Regions from separate parts of the Mus musculus genome. Here region 1 is linked to region 2. Evidence: chromatin contacts called from public Hi-C data. All regions are on one chromosome and are shown on one strand. The core of a region is the stretch at or near the end of the contact, and the rest is flanking DNA. Distances in the headings are between cores, read along the strand shown.

Region 1 (7,596 bases), core at 3,370-5,869, 49 kb before region 2:
TGTCTTGTACCCATCAAGCTAGAATCTGCATATTTCCAGAAAGATTCTATATGGTTGAGATGCCCAGTAAAGAACCATTGACATAGAATATGAAGACTCTAGTTCCTCAAGTTTATAACCCTGGTCAGCAATTCGAGACTCTGGAATATGCACCCCGATTCCTGCTGGGGTCCACTGTCTAATTATAAAACACAGGTATGGCACCTGCTGTCTCTCCTTTACAAGATCGTTGTGGGTTTCAAATGGCATGATTGATGTCATCAGCTGCTCAGCGTGACAGGGCTGACAGGGGCTGGGAACTTGACAGGAGACAGGCCAAGTCTGCTTCCTCACTCATGGAGCCAACTGCCTGGTGGATGGGAAAACATGTAAAGGCTGGGGGCTGTGTACCGTGTGCTCGTTGTGATGCCTTGGTCGTTCACCCATTCATTCCTCTGTCAACCATTTATTAGAACCTGTACTGCACTGAACGGTGATGTTGATACCACTACGTATACACAGGAGCTACTAACCCTGCCCTCCAACAGCCTCCTGTCTGCCCAGACGGAGAGGCAGCAGATAGGTCAGGTTGAGCATGCTGGTGCTCTGGGGGTTCGAGGGGAGCAGCATCCCAGGCAGAGGGAGCATCCAGGTAAAGGCAGGGAAACATGTCTGAGCCTTGAGAAGGTTCAAAGAATCTGGGGCAGGCATAGCAAGGATTTCAAAGTACCGTGGGACCAGATCCTGTGAGATGCTAAGAAATCTCAGGTCTTTACTAGGAAATGGGGAATTCCCCCCAAAAGAACATTGAAAGGACCATGGCTCTGCTTTGGGAAGCTCTCTGAACGGCAGCATAATCCCCCTTTTTAAGAAACTCTGACAATAGCCTGGGGTAGAGACGCCTAAGTCCTTGACTGCAATGATGAATGTGGACCTTTGAATGGATAGGAGCTGTAAAGGAAGGCAGCGTCTACTGAATGGCCGTGTGGAAGGGAGGCTCTGCCTTGGTGCCTGGGTGGACCGTGGCTTTGTTGACTAAGATGAGAACACAAGAAGATGGACAGGAGAGACCAAGGCTAGGTCTGCTGAGGTTGAAACATCTTTGGGGAGCTATTACTGGCGTTGTGCAGTATGCAGGGGCCCAGGGCTAACAGAAATGGGAGAGGGGGTGGGGCAAGAGGCCAGGAGAACTAAAAGCAGCTGCACAGAAAGGCTGAGCAGTAGATAAGCCCATGAAGAAGTCAGAGTGAGGCCAAGAGGCGTCTGCTTTCCTTGGCTTGTTTGGGCACTGGAGGAAATGTCCAATGGTTACTGCCATGGTCCACTACAGACGTCTTTAGCAACAGCCCTGTGGCGCTACTCTAATATCCTAGAGTAAAAGGCAGCCTGGTAAAGGGAACACGGAGTATAAAAAGGACAGGGGCAGAGGGGTGGGACCTGTCTTCTTCTCCACTTCCCACCCTCTCAGGCACTGTGATATGGAGCCTGTCCTCTCCAGGAGGGCACAAGGGACGTGCGTGCTTGAGTGTTTAGCATTTCTATCAGACAAGGACCCAGTGCCTCGGCCCAGGAGGCTCCAGACCACATCCTAGGTTGATTCCAGTGAGCTCATTCTTTCAGAGGCTGTTGCCATCATAATAAACCAGAAGACTGTATAAAACAAAAGGGAGCCAGCCCCCCCCCCCCCCAGCGCTGTGGGAGTGACTCCTGCTAATCCCAGGAAGCAGGCCCCTGGCTTTAAACTGATAATGACTCCTAGCAGCCAAATAATTGATCTAGCTGGTGTTCTGGCTTTAAGGGAAAGTGAACTGGCCTCTTTAGAAATGTTGGCAGCCTGGGCTGGCCCATTAGTAAGACTGAAAAATCAAAACACTGTCCGGAAGAAGCCATATGACTGGGCTCAGCAGAAGTCATCAATAGATGACATCATCTCAGAAGTTAGCAAGCCAAGGTCATGGGGCCCCCAGAGCAGGGTCAGCTCACCCTTCACGGCTCACAGATACTGAGTCAGCCAGGGGACACAGGGGCCCAGACCAGAGCCTGCTTCATTCTAACTCCCCCCCACCCCCAAGCCCCCCCTTTATTTTTGCTCAGCAAAGTCTAGAGGGTTGAAAGCCACTTGCAAAGCTGGTGACATATGGCATGTTCTTAAGGAAGGACCTCAATCCTGCCATGGGCACACCCCTCAGATTCTCTTACACTCTGTGGTTGCCCCTTGATTTGCCTCTACCACTTATGCTGGCCATGTCACAAACACTGAGGGCTGCCCTCTGCCCCAGCTCTGACTGCCTTTCTCATCTACGCTCTGAGAGAGTTGGGAGCTGTCTCTACTTAAGCTCCAGCCTCTGTCTCCTTAACCACATCCTCACAAGGTACTGGGCAGGGTCTAACGAAGCTCAGGGCTTGCCCATCATCACTTCCTATCACAGCCTGAATGAAGTGTCCACTATGGCTAGCCCTGTTGTACACAGGGGGAAACTGAGGGCACCAGCTTGGTCTCCAGCCAATCCTAGTTTTTAATGCTCGGCTGTGCTGCAACCAAGTCCCCAATGCCTACCCTGGATTCTGACGGAGTCTCCACACTTCTCAGCATTCTATCCCTGTGTAGTAACTGTGCCCACCTCTCCACTAGGCTCTTGGAAGGCTGCAGCCCCCTCTACCCTCACCCCCCCACACACACACACACCTGGACTCCTGGGGTCCTCATCCCAGATCTGGTGCCCCAGATCTCCCCTGCACTTCCTTTTTCTCCAGCTAGAGGGCTTCCCAGAAGACTTCCAGCCCTGCCTCTTCTGCACTCCAGCGCCACTAAAGACCATCCTGTCCACTAAGGTCATTTCTCAAGGTCACACTGAGTGGGTAACAGAGCCGGGGCTGGAGCTAGGGGCCTGAACTCCTGGCCATTCCCTTTATTGCTTAGAGCTGACACCACCTAGTCCCTGTGTTCTGTAGTTAAGCTGCAGCCAAGAGCCCTGCCCAAGAAGGGAGAGAAGGTGTGAGACTCTGATAAGGTGGGCTGGGCTATTTTTAGAGGGCTCTAACTTCCCACTTAGGATGCGAGGCACCCAAGAGCCAGTGGCTGTCTAAACCGTGGACTGCAAGGCTAGCTCATTAGAGAGCAGATGCCAGAGTGACAGGCGCCCTGTCTTCACTCTGCCTGTTTGTTGTGAGGTTTGAAGTCGGTGAGAATCTTCCTATTGGGTGATTCCCCTTTCACTCATTTATCTGTGAAGCCCGGAGATAGCTTTAGAGAAAACGGAGCGATCTTCAGGATCTATTACTAGACTCTCCACACTATTACTCCAGCCTGGGAAAGTCCCAGACATTAGCAGATCACAAAAGAGGGGTGCAGAGTCCCCAAACCTGCCAGGAAAGGTCGGTAGAGACAGGAAAGGCAAGCAGACTGCAGTGGGGGTTGGCATGACCTTGAGCAAAGGGTTCTGAAGCCCTTACAGGGGCAACAGTGGGACCCAGGGTGAAAGATAAACCCTGTGGGAGGGAGCCCCCACTAAGAAAGAACCCAGAATCTGGGTTTAGAGTCTGGCTCTGCCAGGTCTTCGGAATCTCATGGGGAAAGCTGAGAGAGGTAACTAAACAGAGAGCTGGGGAGGTTCCGGGTTAAGGGAGTTATCACAGGTGCCACACAGGGAACTGAATTGCCTGAGCCTGCCCAGTTCATTTGGTCACTTGTTTTGCCGAGGTGCTGCTAGCAACTCAGCCTAGAGATGCTCCCAAACACCCCAGGCACACTTCCCAGGCTATTCCGAGGGCCACAGTGGGTCCTAGGCCAGGATTTGAGTTCCAAGAGCCACCAAAGTCTCTGACTTTTGCAGCTGTGTCCTCAGCATCCTTACCCTGCCTGAAACTGCAGAACAGGTGCAGGGGAGTGTAGGCAGTTCAGAGCACGCCCTGGCCACTCTCGTGGCCCCGGGTACCATCTCTTTGAAGGACCCTAACTTCACCTTACAAACAGGAAAACGAGATCCAGAAAAGAAAGGAGGGTTGCCTAGGCCGCCCCTCAAACTGGAGACAACCAGTGGCCTCCTGCCTCTACCTGGTTGCGCGCAGCGAGGCAAGCGCAGCTGGTGCTTTAAACCTCAGCTAGTTCCAGCAGTTTGGGAAACTTTTCAGGCGCCGGCCAGATCGGTGCTCAGAGGACTCAGCGTCCCCCGAGCGTGTATCCCCTTCCTCCCCAGACTCCCAGGAGGGCTCGTGACCAGCTCACAACGTGCCAATGCCCAAGGCACCCCGGGCGGCTCCCAAGGTCCCCGGGAGACCAGGTCTAGTGCCCCGGGCGCCCTGACTAGGGTTGGGCGCATCAGGCTGCAGGGACGCTTAGCGCCAGCGACCCGATCATCAGGCTGGGGAACCGGACCCCGATCCCCGAAGGCCACCCGAGGCGGCGGCTATTTATAGAGGGAACCGTGCTCAGTCCCTTCTCAGCGGCTGCGACAGCTGAATATTTTGCCCAGATATGGCTGCGCCCCGGCGCGGCGGCAGGGAGCCCCGCGAGGCCGAGGGGGACCTAGGGATGGCGGGCGGGGGGTCTTACCGGGATGCGGGGTGGCGCGAGCGCGGGCGGCGGCAATGAGCGGAACGCGGGGCTTGGCGAGTTCCCTGGCGGCCGCGGGTGGGAAGCCGGGGGCGGGCCCTGTTCTGCTGTCACCGCGCCCCGCCCCAACCCGCCGCCCTCCCCGCCCTCCTGCTCTACCAGGGGCGACAGGGTGCTGCGCGGTCCCCGGCCTGGGAGCAACACTCGCTATTAGGATCTAGGGCCACCCCAGCCCCGGAGGCAGGGGAATGTGTGGTTCCCTGCCTTGTTCTCGGTTTCTCCAACTTGATTTTATGCTACGTTGGAGGTATCTGGACAAAGTCGCGCAGATCTTTACTCTCGTCTAGAATGTTCCAGTAAAGTCAGCACAGCTACACCTAGCTTCCTTTGAAGAGGCAACCTGTCCCCTCGGCCAGGACTGGCACGGGCCCAGGGCTTAATAACCATCTGTGGACGTGCAATTCCAACGCAGAATTGAACGCCTTCTCCCTACACAGCATTGAGACTGGAGCGTCCGAAATCACCACTTAAAATAATCGGAATGAAAGTTCCTCCTTCTTAAAAGGCTAATGTGTTCTCTCCAGAACAAACCACTTAAACCCAAACCGAAGCCTTTAAGTGTTTCAATAAACAAACGGCTCCTACCAACGAATCCAAACAGGCACAGGGAACATCTCCGTTGGATTATCCTACCGTATTTTTTGGTGAGGGAAATCTTAATTCCTAGATGCCTAAGGAGAAACGCTGAAAAGTATTTTCCTAATGCATTACTGTATTATAAAACCCTCGCCCTATTAAGAATGTCCTTTTCAAGGGAGAAGTGGGGTGTATTTTTAAACAAAGCAGGGACTTACTATTCCCAAGGACTTATTTTTAAGCGTTTTGTTGTGGGTGTAAATACTTTCAGGGCACATATTAGTGTGTAGCTTTCTGAATTTTATAGTAAGAACACCTGTGCAAGCCAACCAACAGCCTGACCCCGCTCCCCAGTCACCCACCTCTCCCTTCTAAGACACTGTTTTGTGGACCCTTCCAGAAGTCTTGCCCTTATTGTCAGGTTGGTGCCTCTTGCTCGCTGCTGAGGCTAATTTGTGACGCACCATTCTTTCCTACTGTTCAATTTATAGGTTTCATCCCCAGCGAATTTACCATATGAACATAATATGGTATTTCCATATGAATGCATCCTATTTTAAAAGTGTACTTTGCTAGTAGTGGAAATTCAGAATATTAGTGTGGCTCAGATTATTCTTTCTCATGGTCTGCAGGAAGCTGAGTTGGAGAGTTGAGTCTCTAGGAGAGATGAGCAGAGGATTAATGCTACTTGCAAGTGGTTCCCACTTAAGTTAAACCACTTCGGTTTAACAAGAATTGCTACATTGTAGCTACACTGGTAGAGAGGAGCCGCATTCATTGAGGCTTTGATCCACAACACCAATGCCCTGTGTTCACATTTGCTGACACCTTTTTGTTTATTGGCCAGCTGGATTTTCTTTTTTTGTGAAGTGTTCGTTCAAACTTCTTGCCTATTTTTACCGAAATACCCAATATATCAACACAATATGGACACATACCATATACCACATATGTAATATGCAACAGTGCGTATCCTTCCACTTTGCTCTTTCTCCTCCAGCCTTTTAAAGACAGCTGTCTCTGGCTCCCAGGTGCTCTGCCAGCTGTGTCTGGTACTTTGCTACCTTAGTCTCTCACAGGCAGGGCTCTGGTCCACTGGGAATGGACTCCGGACTTCAATACAGGCTAGTGGCTAAATTCATGTGTGTGTCAAGCGACCTCACATCACACTAATTTTATCCTTCCATCAAAAAACATAAATGCTTTAAGAATGGAAATGTTTAAGTCAGGGAAATAGGAAAGGCTTCCTTTGGTTGTGTACAATTCAGGGATCTGTGTTCTTTTCTGCTGCTGAAAGACATGGCTATAAAAATCATGACTTTGCAGCTATTGGATGGAACACAGGGCCCCCAATGGAGGTGCTAGAGAAAGTACCCAAGGAGCTAAATAGGGTCTGCAACCCTATAGGTGGAACAACAATATGAAATAATCAGTATCCCCAGAGCTCGTGTCTCTAGCTGCATAAGTAGCAGAAGATGGCCTAGTCGGCCATCACAGGGAAGAGAGGCCCCTTGGTCGTGCAAACTTTATATGCCTCAGTACAGGGGAACACCAGGGCCAAGAAGAGGGAGTGGGTGGTTAGGGGAGTGGGTGGGGGAGCATGTGGGGGACTTTTGGGATAGCATTTGAAATGTAAATGAAGAAAATACCTAATAAAAACATTTTAAAAAATCATGACTTTGCCTTAACTCAAACATTTATGTTCTGGAAAAATTTTTATTTCATCATAAATAATTATTTTAATCACTGGCATAAGTATTCTTAAATCTTGCTATTTTGGAAGAGTTTTTATTTCATAATAAACAATTATTTTAGTTAGTGGCATAAGTGTTCATGAGTATTTAAAAATACATTTTTTAAAAGCCAGAATACTTTGTTTGTTTGTTTTGTTTTGTTTTTTTCAAGACAGGGTTTCTCTGTGTAGCCTTGGCTGTCCTGGAACTCACTCTGTAGACCAGGCTGGCCTTGAACTCAGAGATCTGCCTGCCTCTGCCTCCCAAGCGCTGGGATTAAAGGCGTGTGCCACCACGCCCGGCTGGCCAGAATATTTTTTATACATTTAAGATGGAAAGCTTTAAAAGTCCTGGTCTTTTCTTTTCTAGTATTGCTTTCCCTAGTTTTTCTCAAATAAAAAGATGACTTTAAGAAAGTTTGTCTCCAGCCTGGTTTTCTCCTTGAAGTCCACTCACTTCCTATTCCCAATAGCCTCTGAGCATCTTCCCAGCAGTCTACTAGTTCAAATACAATGTGCTCAACCCAGACATTCACCTTCCACTCAGGCCTGGGTAAGGCACCAGCCTGGGTAAGGCCTGACTTTGCTTTGCTCCCACGCCTCCTGTATCTATGCTGTCTATGCTAAGATTCTAATTAAGAACTTCAGGATGTCTTCAATGTGTTTATTATTCCAGTGCTCTGCCCTTAGTCTGGGG
Region 2 (7,508 bases), core at 458-2,957:
GGAGAAGTGAGAGCGCATGTCAAAAGCCACCATTAGATTGCTCTGTTGGGGCCCGAGACTCATGCACATCTGGAGAACATACCATTGACTTCCGTAGGGCAGGCCCTTGAGATGTGTGTCTGGAAAGACGCTGGCAAGGATGACTTTGGACTGAACCTAAGGTGTGAAAACAGCAAGTTTTAAACACTGCTTTTCATTTAAAGTCCCCATGTCACTGACCAACAAAATAACTTAAGAAAATATCCCAAAATATGAAAACACATTTGGCATCATATTTCATATTTACTCAGAGGTATGTTAAAAGCTAAATTCAAAGTAGGTTTTTGAAAGTCTTTTAGAACCTGGAGTAAGAGTTTCAACTAATCATCTTTAAAGGGATAAATAAATAAAAGCACATGAAGAATAAACACTTAAAATACGGACTATTATGGAACATAACCACATGCACAAGACTAGCTGCAGCACAGAGTGGGACATGCTGCAGTCACAGCCTTTAACCCAGGCGCTGGAGAACAGGAGCAGACCGTACAAACATTAGCTTTAGCTTGGCTGTAGTGGAACTGAAGTTTCAAAGTCAGCAGACAGGCTGCTCGAATAACCACACGGAGAAAAGAGACATAGGCCCCTGCCTACCTCACATCCTTTCCAACATAATTTACTATCAACTGTTGGACTCACATAGAAAGATGTTTCCAGATATAAGTATGAATAAACCACACCCACACACATGCATGCACACATACACCCACACACATCCATATACATAGGCGTGCACCCCACACCCAACATGCATCCACATGCTCCTCCATATGCACCCCACATCAACTCCCCACATTCTTACTCCTCTGTCTGTCTGTCTGTCTCGCTCACTCTGTGTGTGTGTGTGTATATTTTTCCTTCAGTAGTGTCCCAGGCTCTTGAGTAATGTTTAGTACTAGCATGGGAGAGTGAGTGTTATAAGACTTGCTGAATGAACCATGATCAAAGGAAACAGTGACTGTATTTTTGTCATTGTGGGAAGCAGTCACAATTTTGAGCAGCACAAAAGATTTAAAAACTAAACTGTTTCAAATGAAGCATATTTCCTAATGGTATTTTAATTCTAAAAGAAGCAATCAGGCTGTCAACTACTAATAATGGATTTAGCACATGCCAATGCTCTGCACTAAGCTATATACGTTCTCAACAGAAAATGCCAAAGCACACCTTTCTGCCAAGCTATTTTTAAATTAATTTTTCCTAACTATTTAGCATCTGGATGGAAAGCTTCTGAGGAAAAACTCATCTTTACCGCCAAGCAGACACAGCTTAAAGGAATATGACATCACAAATTTACAGAAAGGCACAGCTTTCAACTTGGAAGGGAGATGGACACTGATTTATCTCTATCAGGGCTCAGCACGTATTTCCTGTCAGGAGGCCAACAGGACAGACTTCAGGCTCTGCACAACCACTCAACTCTGCCACTGCAGTAAAAAACAACACAGGCCATACATGAACAGAGTGTGGCCATGCTCCTATAAAACTGTATTTACAAAAGCAGGCAGTGAGTTTCTGAATTGTAGCTTGCTGACCTCTAGGTGACTTCTTAGAAGCATAACATTTAGAAATAGAAAGAATCCGTTTGATCAGCTTCCTGCATGCTTTCACTGGACAAGTGTGGAATCGTCCGCACAACATAAAACAATGAGCTTAAGTTGGCTGCGCAGGCATGGTCACACCCAAGCAGGGGCTAGGAGTGCCAGTGCACCAAGATCAAATGCTACTGCCTGACTGTGGCAATTACCAGAGCAAAGGTGAATGAACATACAGCTAAATGAGATTGTACCTGAAACTTACTAACTGTAAGAACAATTTTGTAGAAAAATTTGAATATACAAAATAGCATCTTAGAAGAACTTATTAGAGTGTGTACAGCTGACTGGACAAGGAGAGATGGCAACAGCAGGAGGAAACAGTACGGGGGTCACTCAGGGGATGCCACCAGGCAGTAAGAGGATTAACAGCTATGCGTGTGATGCAGGTAACATGAAGAAAATGCTTCTCCTATGAACACACACTTCTAACAGTGGTTACCCAGCTCTCCACACTGCTCCTTTAAGCCAGATGGTGCCCGGGGTACCTGCTATTGGCAGACATGCTCGCGTGCCTCTGCACTGGAGTGTCTGGGTACGGCGGCATGTCCACGTCAGCCTTAACTCCCAAGGCGCTTCCTCTGTCTCTTAACAGCGCTGAATTAGGTTTCCTGCTGATGGAATAATCTGAGGCAAATCCTGGTTGTCTGAGAGTTGCCTTTGGCTTTCCTATAAATTAGGCAGATACAACATAATCAGCTGGCTTCCTCAGACTGTAGTTTCATTATGTTGCTCCAGATGTTTCTGCTGGTCATACTTCCCAGAACAATCAAAAGAACACAAGGAGGAGTGAGTAGGGGACACTAGAGACTGGGGAGTTCTGTGGATGGGTCTTGCCTGCCTCATTAGCCAGTGCTTGCTTCCGCTCACTACTGTGTGAGCACTTCCCAAGCCACCACCAGTTGGTGTGAAGCCAGCAGGACCCTCTTGCTTTCTCAGTGCACACATTCTGCCTGCACCCAAGTCGCCCATCATCATTCACAGTGATGGCTGCCTTGGCTAAAATGCTTCTGCCATGAATCACCTAACACTGCATATCACTGCCACACCACTGCTTGAGAATCTCGTTTTAGAATTTACTATAACTTCCTAGAGATAGGCATTCAGGAAATACAGCTGTTTATCGTGTTGTCAGGCCATGTAATTCATATTTCTCTGAAAAATAAATGTCTTAACCAAAAGACATAATCTGCTAAGTACAAAAGCCTACCACAGGTTCTTGGTTCATCCGACATTCTGGATGAGGATTCTTGACAAATAACCTAAAATGGTAAGACTGTACCTAGTTGTCACCACAGTCACCATCAGTTGCATTATTCTGCACTGTCACCACTGGATTTTGTAAGTCACATTCATCTTCATCATTTCAATGGAAATCCCAGTTGCAGGAATATTCTCCTGACATGTGGATATCAGTAAGTACTCAATGAACAGTTTATCAGGAACATGGGCAATAATTCTATAAGTCCTTATGATAATCTACTCAGGAAAAGACTTACCTTCTAGAAAGAACGGCATGGCTTTCTTCACTCTCATCTGACAATTAATTTGTCGCCCTATTTTCCTTTTAGAGGTCCTCTGACGAGCCACAAGCTGAGCGATCCTTGCAGTTTCTGTGCAGGCTACTGCATAGCAGACGATCTGTGAGCAGCAGAGTGAGAGCAGGACATTCGGAGAGCCAGTTTGTAAGGGCTGGGTCCCAGTGAGCCAACGTACCCCAGAGCCCGGGGTACACAACTCCCAGTGCCTTTCTCCCAAATTTCCAGAACCAAAATTATATTTAACACAGAAGGAATCATGCGTGGTCCAGTACTCTTTCTTCAAGTTGAGAGTTTCATTTATTTTTTAAACAGATACTTATTAATCATTTACAGTAAAGTAAGTACTGGGGAACAAGCAACCGAGCCAAAGGCATCCTGTGCTCTGCACACACCAGCTCAGAGGCGCATGCACGTGTATCAGCTCAAGTGCGTGAGTGGTACATCCTTCCGCCACTTACCCAGGAAAAACAGCGAGTGCTCAGAAAGCTAAGCTCCAGGCTCACACACTGAGGCTGTCTCTCTGAGGCTAAAGGATGTTATTTTTTAAAATTACATTTGTTTGTGCATGTGTTACTCTAAGTTGAAATTAAGAACAATATAGCTTTATGCAACACCTACAGTTTACAGTACTCTTGGCCAGTGCTTCTATTCTTCAGAATACAAAGAAAAAAGCTACATGCCTCGGTATGTTCAGTAGGGGATATTATAATAGTCAAAACTACATTCCTAAATGCTCAAAATAGTGGGAAAAAGTTCAAAGTAAAACATAATTCAAAACGGAAGCACTATTAGTTCATTCATTCATTTGCATACATCATCTTTCAGGCATTCAGCACATTTATAAAGTGCTCATTATGAAGAGAGAAAAAAGCAAATCTCTCACTCTCAGAATCTTTTTTAAGAGAGAAAAGTTGAAAACTCTGTAATGAGTGCTGTAAGGCGCAGGAGCTGAAGGCTTAGACCTGGGAGGCTGTGGGGTGCCAGCACATGCTTATGACTGACACCCACGTGTAATTAACTGCCATCTTCCCGTACACACGCTCTTACAAAAGAGCTTGTCCTCCGACTGTTCTCTTGATCCTGCTCCCCTTTCTTCTCTACCAAACCCCTCCTACCCCACATACACAGACACTGGCATTAGGTAAATATTCCAAATACCCTGGGGGATATATTACATGAGATGTGAGAATATTCCAAATACTCTGGGGATATATTACACGAGATGTGAGAATATCCCAAATTCCCTGGGGGGTATATTACACGAGATGTGAGAATATTCCAAATACCCTGGGGGATATATTACACGAGACATGAGAATATCCCAAATACCCTGGGGATATATTACACGAGACATGAGAATGGGCTGAACCTTGAGTGTGCTGTCACTGTGGATCTAAGCTACTCAGTGTGTGCTTTTCTTATACCAGAGGTATGAGATCAGAAGCACCAGGCAGGTGACTCTGACTCAGTGTCAGAATTCTGACAGGCCAGATGCCATCTTACCTCTCCAGATCTACTAGCCTCTATCCTGACAACTGCTGGCACGCTTCTCAGGTAGGCTTCCAAAGTAGGGTAGCCCAGCTGCTTGAAGGGGATCCAGTCTCCAGTCAAAGATCGGTACTCTCCTTGGAGACGGGGTAATACGATCCCGTTCTTATGAGACTGCAGGACAGCCCTTAGCATCTTTGAAACCAGATCTGCCTCCAGCATCTTTGCCTATAAAAACACAAAAGAAGGTCATTATTATGGCTCATCAGCCTGTGAATGTGAATATACTTCAGAGTTGAAGCTTTTTAGATTGTGCCACAAATGAGTGCTGGAGGTCTCCTGTGGGATAACAATGCAAGGGACTATCTACCATGACATCAAAGTAGGGACTACCATGGGACTATGGGGGAAGTCAGAAAGGTGCAGGAAGAGCCTGTGTGGATTTCTGGTAGACACAATAGGAGGAAGATGGGGCTGTGGGGCTAGGGAGAATTCAAAGGCAGAGGTGAGGAGAGGGGCATGGGGGTGGGGGTGCTCAGAGAACTTTAGGGGGCCGTGTGACTGACAGGACTGCACACTTTGAGATGACCACAGTTTGCTAATGACGTCATCTGTCAAAAGTAATGCATCACTGAAGGGAGATCACAAATGAGGGAAACAAAGGGTCCAGCTCTGAAGTTAGAGAGGTTGCGGACTACCCAGCAGCCTTGGGAAAGCTAAATTGGAAGTAGTTTCACAGATGTGAGAATGCTTGGAAATGTGGAGAACCCGAAAATAAATGGAAAATAAAAAAGCAAGCTCAAAGTAGTCAGCTGCAGAAACCACAAGTGATGAGGGCTCCTAATGTCTGGCTAAGGCATGCTGGGTAGTAACCACTCATAGTCACAGGTTAGAGGCAGGTTTACAAGAGAGGAAGAAGTTGTATCCATTCTAGACAGGTGGAGACTGGATGTCCACAGGCCAGTCACATAGATATAGTCACTAAGAATGCAGATTAGAGGCTAGTAAGAGAGTCACTGGTCTTCAGCACCCAGGTAGAAAAAAACAAGGATAAAGGTGGATTTCTGTAGAAGGTAGGCATGCAAGAGATAGGCGTAGGAAAAAGAACTACAAAAGGCTGATAAAAAAGTGAGGAAGAGGGAAGGAGAGAGAAGGGGAAAGGAGGGATGTATCCCAGTGTCCTCCAGACTAAAAGAGAATCAACAGAATGTTCAAAAGTGTCATGACTGGTACAAGCATTAACAAAATTGAAGGCCCAAATGTGAGCACACATAACTACAGCCGTCTAATATTCAACAAACATGTCCAAAGAATACACTGTACCAAGACAGCATTTCCAACAAATGGTGCTGGGAAGATTGGATGTCCATATGTAGAAGAAAGAAATTAGATCCAGAGGCTGGAGAGACGGCTCAGTGTTAAGAGCACTGACTGCTCTTCCAGAGGTCCTGAGTTCAAATCTCAGCAACCACATGGTGGCTCACAACCATCTGTAATGGGATCTGATGCCCTCTTCTGGTGTGTCTGAAGATGGCTACAGTGTACTCATGAATGAGTGAATGAGTGAATGAATAAATGCACATGGATTGAAGCCTAAAACCCTGAAACTACTACAAGAAAGCCTACACAGCTTGAACAAGACACAGGTATAAGAAAGGACTGGGTGAACAGAACCCTTTGCCCAAGAATTGGGACCAACGATGGATGAGTGTAACGTCATAAAAGTAAAGAGCTGCATGGTTAAAAACACAATCAATTGGGTGGAGGGAATCTGCCAGCTATTAAGTCTCACAGAAGATTCACATCCAGGATAGAGAAAGAACTTAAAAAAAAAGTCTAAAAAACAAATAACCCATTTAAAATAATAATAAAAAAAACGGGTTTGGGATTTAAACAGGAAGTTCTCAAGAGGAGAGATAAAAAATGGCTCAGAATTATCTCAGAAAAGTCTACTATTGCAGCGAGAGAAACGTTAATCAAAACAACTTTTGAGACTCCATCTCACCCCAGTCAGAATGGCCATGGTCAACAAAGCAGCCAGCAACAAATGCTGAAAGGACATGAGGAAAGGGAGCCTTCTCTTATTATTGGTGGGGCTACCAACTGGTTCGGCCACTCTGGAGATCAGGGTGGAGAACTCTTAGAGAACTAAAGCAAATCTGCCATACCCAGCTATAGTAACCCCTGGATATGCTCAAAGGACTTGACATCCTACGCCACAGGTACTGGCTCAGCCGTGTTCACTGCCACTCGATTCCATGATAGCCAGGAAATGGGAAACAACCTAAATGTCTTTCAACCAACGAACAGATAATGAAAATGTTATACATATACATACAATGGAATGCTATTGAGTTGTAAAGAAAAATAAAACCCTGACCTCTGCAAGGAAATAAATGGTCAGAACTAGAAAAGTTCACACTGAGGGAGGCAACACAGACGCAGAACGACGAACAGCAAACGTTCTTTCATCTCAGACTCCCAGCTCCACATCAGCTGTGAGTGCATACCCAGGAACAACTGCAGAAACCAGGAAAGCAAGAAGGGGCCACTGCTGGGGAAGGGGGTTAGTGGAGCATTAGAGTAGCACGGTGCAAGTGATCTGAGGGGAAAATGGGGGAATGGGGAGCTCTAAGAAAGGGAATGAGCTACAGAAGCGGGAGAGGATGAAATCACAGTAAGGATGTCTATAAAGGTCCTAAGGAGTCACATATTAACTAGCTATATAAAAATACCTATATATAGCAGATGCCACACAGGAAGAGCTGTAGTGGGCAAGTGAGCTCCCTGGAGATGGCCCCACTGTCTTGTTCAGCTTCCAGTTATGGCCCAGAGACGTTGTCCC

The links. Hi-C and Micro-C count contacts between places; a contact is called where the count stands out from the background.
Region 1: a Hi-C map of rod photoreceptor shows a contact between it and region 2, with 2.0 times the contacts expected there. The contact joins the promoter of Tmod1 here to the enhancer-like site in region 2. A contact is called at or near these places in 2 of 39 promoter capture datasets (the 3T3-L1 cell line and hippocampal neurons), 7 of 484 Hi-C or Micro-C datasets (8-cell embryo, the C2C12 cell line, the N1E-115 cell line and 4 more), 2 of 115 datasets of contacts at active chromatin or transcription factors (both in embryonic stem cells) and 3 of 9 other capture datasets (adipose tissue, liver and pancreatic islet).

What each region holds. Positions count from the first base shown.
Region 1 is chr4:46,036,245-46,043,840 of GRCm38.p6, reverse strand. It overlaps Tmod1 (tropomodulin 1), which reads right to left and starts at 4,619. Exons shown (of 10, transcript NM_021883.2): 1 at 4,532-4,619.
Region 2 is chr4:45,984,845-45,992,352 of GRCm38.p6, reverse strand. It overlaps Tdrd7 (tudor domain containing 7), which reads right to left. Exons shown (of 17, transcript NM_146142.2): 2 at 4,679-4,891; 3 at 3,134-3,275; 4 at 2,123-2,303; 5 at 83-156. The coding sequence starts at 4,885. Among named protein-coding and RNA genes, the nearest start is that of Gm52728, 10 kb to the left of the region's middle. Within about 2 kb of position 1,707, at least 8 of the 459 cell types and tissues checked have an H3K27ac peak or open chromatin away from gene starts, as enhancers often do. A contact at or near this core is called in rod photoreceptor, where this site is marked.